Regions from separate parts of the Sus scrofa genome. Here region 1 is linked to region 2. Evidence: chromatin contacts called from public Hi-C data. All regions are on one chromosome and are shown on one strand. The core of a region is the stretch at or near the end of the contact, and the rest is flanking DNA. Distances in the headings are between cores, read along the strand shown. Region 1 holds the start of OLA1 (obg-like ATPase 1). Region 2 has its middle 35 kb from the start of SP3.

Region 1 (5,623 bases), core at 68-2,567, 230 kb after region 2:
ATATATTGTATATATCAATCCAAAAGTGACACTTTATTTTTCAACAAAAATGAAAACAAAAAAAGTTCTGTTAACAATCTGATTCTGATCATTGTCAAAGCAGTCATTCCTGAGAAGTCCTGGAAAAATTGCCACATTAAAAATATGTGGCATCATAAATCAAAAATAAAATTTAACTGCCAATTTCCCATCCTGACTGTTCACAAAACATTTTCTTAACCTGACATGTGGTTGTACGAATGAAAGCATTTGAAAGCAGGAGCAGAGCTAAGAAAGCCAAAGAAAATCCATTCTAGAACCACTAGCAACCGAGTTACCTCCCACCAAACCATTCCCCCCCCAATCTGGAACCTGTTCTTTCCTATTTCGCCCCCAAGCACAATATTTCACATAAAAGGAACGGTATCAAGGTCTTTCGAACAAGTCTCTTCCACCTTTTGCACTGAAGGTACAGCTCATCAGTCCTAAAAAGCAATCTTCGGAATCTACACTGGCTATTACTGGTTGTAAATGGATCCACTAACCCTTTTTATTTACAGGTCGAAACTTTGTCGGTGCCTGCGGATCTGGCTCCAAGTTCCTCGTGCGGAATGGATCCCACTTTAGGGCTGCAAACCGAACTCATGGGGACTGCTAACGTTGCAGAAACTGGGAACTACAACTCCAGTTGAACCTCCCGGTGACACGCTGAGGCCCGGCTCATGAAGTGATATTCCAGCCTCTGATCCCTGACCCAGAGGGCCACTAAGTTCCCTCCTCAGGGTCTTGACTCACACCTGTTCCCAGCCAATCCCCAGGATGCCAAGGCACAGCTGCAGGGGCAGAGGCTCTCCAGTCTCCCGGCCTGCTACCAAGGGGTGGCCGGCCGGCCGGCACAGCTGGGCACCACCCAACACCTTCCCACTAAGGACCGGGCCACTAGCCGTCCTGGCCTCCGGAGGCTTTCACCAAGGCGTGCCGGGTGAGGCGTGGGCCGCTCTCGGGACGCGCGGCCTAGTCCAAGAGCGCCTCATTCATCCGCACTCTCCACGCCACCCGCTGCCCTCGCCCCATCCCGGCCATCCGGCCTTGGCCTGACGCCGGCCTCTGAGCAATGGGCCATGGGGTCGAAGACACAGCGGGGAGCGCGCCTGCAGCCTCCCTGAGGGCCTCACCGTGCTCGGGGATGACGGTGACACGCGGTCCCAGCGGCAGTGGGAGACGGGTCCTACCGGCAGCAGGAGGCGGGGAGGAAGGAGGAGAGAGCGCAGGCCCAGCCCCTCCACCAAGCCGCACGCACGTCGGCGGCGGCGGCGGCGGCGGCGGAACGGGCGGGCCGGGAACCGGGCGGCACCTGCGCGCAGGCCGAGAGCCCCGCCCGCCCTGCCCCGCCCCGCGCGCTCGCCCGCCCCGCCCATTGGCCGGGCCGACCGGGAGGCGGGAGTAGAGTGGGAGGAGCTGCGTGGCGCCTGAGCAGACAGGAGCCGGTGCCCCTGCCAGAGCCAGCCTGACCCCTTCCCACCCCTGACCGGAGTCTTCCGCTTTCCTTGCACATGGGGCTTCTCAGTATGGCATCTCGCTTCCTTCCTGGTCGACCCTCGCGTTGCCCTAACAGGCTCGCTCGCCGCCCTGCAGACCCACACTTCACACGCTTGACCTCAAAGCACCCTCGGCCGGACCGCTGGCCCAGAGACGGGTCGCCTGTGTCTGGCGATCAGCCGCACCAGCCCTGCTTGGCCACCAATTGAGCCCTCGAGGACCACGACCCCAGCTCGCCTCCTTTTTCTGTAACGCTCTTCAGTCAATCCAGAGAGTGAGAAGGCGTTAAACTTTCTTGTAGGAAAAAAGGACCAAGGGAAGCTAATGATCTAAGGAGTCCTTCGTCGCCTTATTGTTCACGCGTTTTACAGGCACTGTATCCTAGAATGCGTTTAATACAGTCAGTTTCCACCACCAGCCCCCTCCTTTTCCTCTGGATGGTTAAGAACAAGGGCCTTTGGAATTTGGGAATCATAGATTCCAATCTGGATTCCACTACTCATTAGCTGTGTGACCCTGACGAAAGTAACCTCTCTGGGCTTCAGTTTCCTCCTGGATAAAATGAGGCTATTGACACCCAGCTAAGAAGGTTATTGTGAGGATAAAATGAGGTAATGTGTGTAAACCTTGTAGCAACAGTACCCAACCCAAATAGGAAAGGTTCATAAATAGTAATAAGGCTATTGCTAATATTAGGGCTTCATCTCACCTCATCCCCATCTGACTACACCATGAGCTCCATCTGTAGAAGGAATTCATTCATTCATAGGTCCTGGCCTTCAGTTAGCATTCAAAAATTTATTACATGAATGCAATACCTGTCCAAAGATTGTGACACTTCTTTAAAGACGCTTTTTTCAAAAAGATTAGTCTCTAATAAAGGAAAAGATGTGAGTTGGCTGGTGTCCCCATTTTACAGATGCAGGAACAATATCAGAAAGGTTACGTAATTTGGATAGAGTCACACAACTAACTGGTAAGTGTCAGAAACCAGATTTCAAGCCCCAATCTAACTGAAAAAGTCTTCCCTTTCAGCCAAAATTCTTTCTAATAGGGACTTTTTATAAGCACAGTTGAGGCATTATTTATAATGAAACTGCATTAAGATTTTCCTTAACCCTATGAGAGTGACCTACTGAGATAAAGTAAAAAGATTTTTCTGCAAATTTGGAAATTCTCATGGACATGAGCAACTCGATTTGGGGTTTGCATTATTTTTTCTTTATATCATTGGTAAGTATGCACTATTTAAATTCTCTCAACCTACCTCCCTTGTCACAAAAACCTGGTGTTTATAAAAGCAAGTGTCTGAGTGAACACTAGCTATGAAACAGAAAAAAGCTAAATAGCCCATGTTTGTACCCACGGTCAGTATAAACTCTTATGAGTAGCCCTAACAAAGTAATTCCAAAAATCATTTACTCTTTTAGTAGTGAAGTCCTGTAATGGGCTTTCACACTGCTGCTTGCGAAAAAAGAGAGGAACCATTACTTAAACAGCTCAAGAATCCCAGAGAGCCCAATCTGCCCAGCAACCAGCCACTCCAATACTAACTGAAAACGTTCCACAGTCGTGGAGTAGTAGAATTATCTCCAACTTATCACTGTCTTTTGGCCAAATCTCACTACTTCTTCAATCTCGATATCTCTGCAATCTACCCATTCCCTTCAATTCACACTGTCAAGTCCTTGAGTCAATCACCTGTTTCTCTATTTGCAGCTACATCTTTTACTTGCACTTTTGACCACTTTTAAAGTGCCTTGACAAAGCAGGTCGTGCAGATGTCAGTGAGCTAGGCAGAGTTTGAGGAGTGGTCAATTGCTGCTCCTAACAGTTACCCAATAATAGGACTCCATTCCCATCTCACTGGGGAAAATGTAACTCACTTACAGTTACTGAGGGTCAATTCATGAGAAAGTGAATCTAGCTCTATGAAAGGTCCAATCAGCCTTGGTCAGGTGGGTGGGGGTCACACAGTAGAAACATCTCTGTGAATGACCTCTCTCTACTAATGAAGCAGGGAGGTCTCAAAGAAAGAAAGAAAAAGAAAGAAAGAAAGAAAGAAAAAGAAAGAAAGAAAGAAAGAAAGAAAGAAAGAAAGAAAGAAAGGAAGGAAGGAAGGAAGGAAGGGAGGGAAAGGAAAGAAAAGAAAGAAGGAAAGAAAGAAAGAAAAGAAAGAAACAAAGAAAGAAAAGAAAGAAAGAAAGAAAGAAAAAGAAAAAAAAAAAAAAAAAAAAAAAAAAAAAAAAAAAAAAAAAAAAAAAAAAAGAAAGAAAGAAAGAAAAAGAAAAACTCTAGTAGGTATCTTCTGTTCTACATGACAAATGAAGACTCAGAGAGACAAATGGGATGTTAAGAGTTAACAGTAATACCAAGCCTAAGAAAATGACTTTAAACACAGCAAAGCTTGTCCTTCAGGCTGCTGCACAAAGGGAAGTCTGTTGAGTACCTGTTGAGCTCAGTGATTAAGTGAAGCCTAGGGGAAGGAAACAGCAGCAGTCTAGAATGGAAATCGAGCCAAAGATCTCTTTATGAGGAGGAATGAAAATAGATCATTGGATCCGCTCAACATAAAGCTGCTGCTGAGGAAGGATTAATGGGTTGAAAAAAGTAGATCTCACTCTTAGCTGTTATTAGCCTTTCAGAATTTTTCTTTCCTTCCCAAGCATCAGCCAATGACCAGTGACCAAGTGAGTTGACCAAAGTTTGTAAAGGAGCTAGGGAGTGGTTCGGAGTCAGTAATTTATTCCCCAGTATGGAATAGCTCAGTTGGAAATCCAGAGATTTAGTGATTCTGTACAGAAAGCTAAGGGACAGGAGACAGGAAGTTTACAGAGAGGATCAGAATAAAAGGAGGAAAACAGAGTAGTGACACATTCATCATCATAATTGGTAAGGCTGGACTATACCTGTTGACCAACTTCATCCACATCTGTTACATGCATGAAAGGTAACAAAATAATAGTAATATCTACACTAGAGGGGAAATTGAGTTCTGATAATAACTTTAAGGGGAAGGGAACAGCTTTCAAAAAACTAAGCATATGGGAGTTCCTGTCATGGCTCAGAGGTAACGAACGCAACTCGTATCCATGAGGGCATGGGTTCGATCCCTGGCCTTGCTCAGTGGGTTAAGGTTCCTGCGTTGCCAGGAGCTGTGGTGTAGGTCACAGAGGCAGCTCAAATGCTGCATTGCTGTGGCTGTGGCCTAGGCCAGCAGCTACACCTTGGATTCAACCCCTAGCCTGGGAACTTCCATATGCTGTGGGTGCAGGCCTGAAAAAAGACACACACACAAAAATAATAAGTATGGGATGGGGGATGGGGGGAAATTTGGCACATGGTCAAAGGGTATAAATTTGCAGTTAGAAAATAAGTTCTGGGGATCTAATGCGCAGCATAGTGTTATAGTTAACAATACTGTATTATATATAAACTTGAAAGTTGCTCGAAGACCAGATCTTAAATATTCTCATCACAAAAAAGAAATGACAATTGATGAGGTATAGAGATGCTAGTTACACAATAGTGGTAATCATTGCAATATGTAATTATATAAAATCAACACATTATATGGCTTAAAAGTACAATGTTGTATGTCAATTATATCTCAATTAAAAAATAGGTGCTCTATATAGAGTTATTAAATAGCATTTTCTCTATGTTACCTGTATCAGATTTTCTCTATATATTAAGCTTTCTATTATAAAGTGTCCAAAAAGAGTTCCCTCAAAAGATATTTAGAATATCCTGTTCTTCACTTTTTGTTGTCCTTCATATAAAATTATTCTCTTGAGTACCTACTCCATGCCAGGCATTGCTCAAGGCTTTGGAGCAGTAAAGAACCAGATAAACATGGCCCTTACTCTCAAGGAACTTACAGTCTAACAGGGTAAGCAAACGAGTAATTACACAAATAACTAAGAACTTGGTAAAATCTATAAGATAGCTATATACTTTGATTACAATTTCAAGATTTAAAATACACCACCACCAGAGTTCCTGTTGTGGCTCAGCAGTTAACAAACCGGACCAGTATCCATGAGGACACAGGTTTGATCCCTGGCTGCTGCCTCACTCAGTGGGTTAAGGATCCAGCGTTGCT
Region 2 (5,138 bases), core at 1,716-4,215:
GATATAAAAATAAAGTTGAAAGATTTGAAAAGACTCTACAAAGACAGGTTGTTAAAAAAGAAATCAGAAAAATTAATATCAAATTAGCTGTGAGCTAGAAAACAGTAAAAGATGAGACAAGAAAAGCCTAAAAGAACTCCCCACTGATTTGTTTTACAAGCATCTTTATGTTCTCTTCCCACTAGAGGAAAACAAAGGCTGGAAATCCTAAACGCAATGAATCAAGAGTGGAGCTAATGCAAGAAAAAACAATGAGTAATTTCAGTCAGAGAACCCACAATGAGCCCAACATCTAAAGACTAGGGAATGAATACACAACTATACGCTTTAAGTAAAAATTAAAAGTTTAAGATGTTTTATAAGCCTCAATTATATGTGATAAATGGGCTTACATATTTTAAATTTTTGGCCAGTTCTTGGATTATGATGAAATAGAATTTGACTATTATAAACTCATTGCAACTATCAAGGAAGGAAGGAATCACAAAACATATCCTTAGTGTATTGACAATACATTAATCAGATGACATGAAATCGGCAAAATACAGAAAAGTCTCACATCAGGAAGGACTACCCACTTATAAGCTAAAGATTTGTAATCAGCCTGGATAACTAATTTTTTTTTTTTTTTTTTGTCTTTTTTGGGCCTGCACCCACAGCACACAGAGGTTCCCAGGCTAGGGGTCCAATCGGAGCCGTAGCCGCTGGCCTACACCACAGCCACAGCAACACAGACCGGAGTTACATCTGTAATCCACACCAGAGCTCATGTCAACACTGGATCCTTAATCCACTGAGTGAAGCCAGGGATCGAACCCACATCTCATGGATACCAGTCAGATTTGTTTCTGCTGAGTCACGACCGAAACTCCCCAGATGACTAATTTTCTATGCCGCTTTTCCCACCTCCTCCTCCTCACTGTCCTCTTGCCCCACTAGAACTAGCTTCTGCTTTGTGTCCCACTGGCTCCTCTATGTTCTTCTCCTCAGGGGCCTATCAAAGTCCCAGTGACAATTCTCTATACATTGTTGTTTAAATATACATATCCATCAACAAGATCCTAAGCTCCTGGAAGATAAGGACCAGATCTTGCCTGGTATTCCCGGCATCGGCACAGAGCCTGGTACTTGGTCAGTGCTTAGTAAATTTCTGTCAAATGAATGACTCTGCAGATAAATCAAGCTGTTGCTCTAAAACAGTTTTCAGTAAAAATGGAAGGTAACCCTGTCTGAAGTAAATTGTAAAATGTAGTTTGAAATTTTTTTCTTAAGTAGTGTTATAGGGAATTCCCACTGTGGCACAGTGGGTTAAGGATCCAGCACTGTCACTGCAGGGGCTCAGGTTGCTGCTGTGGCTTGGGCTCAGTCCCTGGCCTGGGAAATTTCACATGCCATGGAAGCAGCCAAAAAAAAAAAAAAAAAAAAGTGTTACAGTAATACAAGCAGGCACTGGTATAAAAAATATCACTAGAAAGGTCAAATTTCACTAGACTGTTACAGATTGATTGAAACAACCTTTAAGATCATTCTGCTCATTTTGTCTTTATTATTTAATATAAACCCTTCTATGATTTTCATTCCTTGCCTGGGATCTTGATACTTCAAAGGAAGTCCCTAAATAGGCAAAACAGGTATTCTGGTCACTGAAAACAAAATGTCTTTCTACTTCAAACTAAGTTGATTTTCTAAGAGAAAACAGAAAAGATTTGCTGCTGTGAAAAAGAAAAAAAAAAAAAAGGAAAACTTAGAGGAAAGCTATTGTTTTATTCTCAGGATTTTTTCCCCCTCCATCTCTAAATATTCAAAATGTGATCATTTTTATGAGCTAAATTATATAAAGTACTTTTCCTGAGTAACAGAGTAATACATGCTGACTGTAGAAAAGTTGTAAAGGACTAAAAGGCACAAAGAGAGAGAAAAAAAAAAAAACAATTCATAATCCTACTATGCGGTGGCTCGGGTTCCATCCCTGGCTCAGGAACTTCCACATGCCGCAGGCGCCACCAAAATAAAACAAAACAAAGCCCCCACAAAGTCTGTCTCCAGTGTTGGACTCTTAGTACTGCCTTCTACAAGATGTCCAAAAGCCCAAGGGAGTCAAAGAATAAGTGGAAACATCCAACCAAGTGTTAACAGAAAGTATGAGCTTGTGACCTGGGTTTGGAAGCAGAGAATAACAGCCAAGAAGGGAAAACAAATGCAATAAATATCACTATTCAATGATAGGCTCCCCAGGAGATCACCACGGGCAGGACAGGAAGGAAGGCCAGCTGTGTGGACCATTCTTCAAGATGCTCAGCTCTCTGGGCATACTGGAAGATGGGGCTTCCCAGGGGACCTCCTAGCTTTCTCAATTCGGACAAACGGCCTCGCCTTCACCCCACCACTCGGTAGAGATTTGGGGAAAGAGGTTCCTGGAACAAAGGCATTCTTCCTTCATGGATGCACACCCTTGCTCACATACCTCGCATTCATGCACATGCTCGCATTCACACACACACCTTAGCACTTCGCCAGTTTCCCACTTGGGGACCGCGCTTTGAGAACCAGCAGCCCCTTGGAGGTGCGGGCTGGGGAATCGGAGTAGTCACACCGAACCCCGGGTCATCAGGCTCCCGCCTTTCAGTCCTGGGAGCACCAGAAGCCAGGGGCGCTCTTGGCCACAGCTTTCTGTAGACAGCACTGCGGCCACACTCTGGCTTCACACCCGCTTCTCAGGCAGGAGCACATCTAAACCACCCCCCCGCCTCAGGGGTTGCGGGGCCTCAGCCAGCCGTCCCTCCTTCCGCGGTTTCGGCGCTGACTTCCGCCCCCTTCCCCGGGCCGCGACGCCTCCGGCTCTTTGCCAGACCTCCCGGGGACACGAGGGAAACCGGAGTTGGCACTCTCCTCGACGTAAGCGACCGCTGGTCGGCTTCTTCGCACGACTTCCGAGGCCTCCCCCAGCCTTGGGGCGGGGCCTGGATCCTCCCTTCACCCCTCAGCCCCGCCCCCTCCACCTCCCCCGCCCCCTCCGCTCCGCCTCCCCCGCCCCGCTCCGCGCTTCCTCTCTCCCAACCCCCACTTTCTTCCCACTCTTCTTCCCTCCTTCTCCTTTCCTCCCCTCCCCTCTTCTCTTTGCCAGGTCTGCTCCCGCTTCCTCCCCCTTCCCTCTCCTCCTCCCCCGCGCCCCGCGGGCAAGGGGGAGCCCTGGAAGCCGTGGCACTTGAGGCCCTGGCCGCGCTGGTCGCCTGTGTCCCGGCGCTTCCGACTCCGAATCTGCAAATTGGGCCAGGAACACTCGCCAAACGGGTTAAAGTCGCGTAAAGGGGTTTCGAGGAGGCTCTTTCGGCAAATCAAGCTTTTCACACGAGTGACTCCTCCTCTATGGCCGGGGAAAGTTAGAGGCAGAGTTGCAACTCCTTAGAGAAAATGTTTGGACGCTCTCGGCCCTGAGGCAAGGTGGAGAATGGGGAAGATTTTAGGTGAAGGCGCAAAAGGGCCAAGCCAGGCTCAGTTCGCCTGTGTCCTGGGCCTTTTCAAGGGGATTTGAGCCCCTTGACGTCCCTACAAGTCTCTCGAGGTGCTGGCACCGTCGTTAGTGCCTTTCCCTGGCGATCCTCAAGACTTCACTAGAAAACAGCAGATTAGGTTGGGAGAGGGGATTACAAGCCCAAATCCTAGGAATATAGAGCCAACATTCTGATTTGACCAAAAATCAAAGTATGTGTCTAGACAAAATAATCAGTTGGAAATGCAGAAAGATCCAGTAAGAAGATTGACTTTAAGTCTTGGCATTGTCTGGGACTAGTTTTAGGCCTTGGATGAGTTACTAAAGCTCTTAGAGACCATTTCTTCATCTATGCAATGGAATAATCCTACCTTTGGAGTTGTTGTGAGGAGAAACTGTGGTAATGCATGTGAAAATGTAAACTATAAAATGCCATACAAATGTGAGCTATTAGTCTTTCTAGATTTATGGTCCAATCTAAAGAGAAAAGAAAACAGAATAACTTAGCCCTGACTTCCAGCAAGAAGGCAGTGAAAGCCATATTTCCCAACACGATTTTAGCAGTACCCTGAAGGAAACCCCAGGGACCTGTGGGACTGTCACAAAATTCCTGCAAAATTGTCTTTAACTGGGATACTTGTATGTCACCATTATTCTTTAAAAGCTTGCCATGTAGTGTATCTGAGAAGAGGGAATGTCATGACTCAAAGATTGGGTGTCAAAATAGTGAAAATGTGGTTGAGGATTAGGAAACATTCAGTCAAGCCAAATAAAATCCATTGTTCCTTTGTTGTTGTTTTACTACAGAATTCCTCAGAGCCCTCGGTATGTTCTGTTCCAGAAAAAACTATTGCTAATAGTTAAACTAATGTTGATGGGATCCAAGTGTTTGCAACTTGGCATCTTTATCCGCCTTTTCTCAGAAAGACCCCATCTTCTTTACAGTGGGCAATAACCAAGCCACAGGGTAGTGCCCACTGCCGAATCCCTATATTCAACTCTAGGGGACACCCCCTCATACACTGAGCTCCCTACCAAGGTGTCCTCCATGTTTCTGCCTCCACCCTGCAGACTCCTGACATTTAACAACCTTCACCCTCGATCTTGCCTTTCATCCTCTGGCACCACAGGAACCCTAATGTTCATCAGTAGTTAACAGATATGTGACCTTTAATGTTATGAGGACTTGCTGCCAGTGTCATCTTTTTTTTTTTTTTTTTTTTTTTTTTTTTTTTTTGTCTTTTTGGTTTTTTTGTCTTTTTGCCATTTCTTGGGCCACTCCTGCAGCATATAGGCGTTCCAGACTAGGGGTCTAATCAGAGCTGTAGCCACCGGCCTGCGCCAGAGCCACAGCAACGTGGGATCCGAGCCGCGTCTGCAACCTACACCACAGCTCACGACAATGCCAGATCCTTAACGTACTGAGCAAGGCCAGGGATCGAACCCGCAACCTCATGGTTCCTAGTCGGATTCGTTAACCACTGAGCCACGACGGGAACTCCCGGTGTAATCGTATTTAAAGAAAACTGCCCCCATGAAGAGAGCCTGGTTTGCCCTCGAGGTCCTTGTCCATTCTGCTTCTGTTGCCAGCCAGGCCACGGGGAATTCTCCCTATGGAGAGGGGAGGCCCCCACCTAGTCACCGGCTG

Evidence for each region. Hi-C and Micro-C count contacts between places; a contact is called where the count stands out from the background.
Region 1: a contact with region 2 is called in a Hi-C map of liver, with 5 times the contacts expected there. The contact joins the promoter of OLA1 here to the enhancer-like site in region 2. A contact is called at or near these places in 1 of 5 promoter capture datasets (fetal liver) and 2 of 47 Hi-C or Micro-C datasets (heart right ventricle and liver).

The regions. Positions count from the first base shown.
Region 1 is chr15:80,252,459-80,258,081 of Sscrofa11.1, forward strand. OLA1 (obg-like ATPase 1) reads right to left here and starts at 1,318. Exons shown (of 12, transcript XM_021076152.1): 1 at 1,155-1,318.
Region 2 is chr15:80,023,051-80,028,188 of Sscrofa11.1, forward strand. No RefSeq gene overlaps it. Among named protein-coding and RNA genes, the nearest start is that of SP3, 35 kb to the left of the region's middle. Within about 2 kb of position 2,966, at least 70 of the 83 cell types and tissues checked have an H3K27ac peak or open chromatin away from gene starts, as enhancers often do. A contact at or near this core is called in fetal liver and liver, where this site is marked.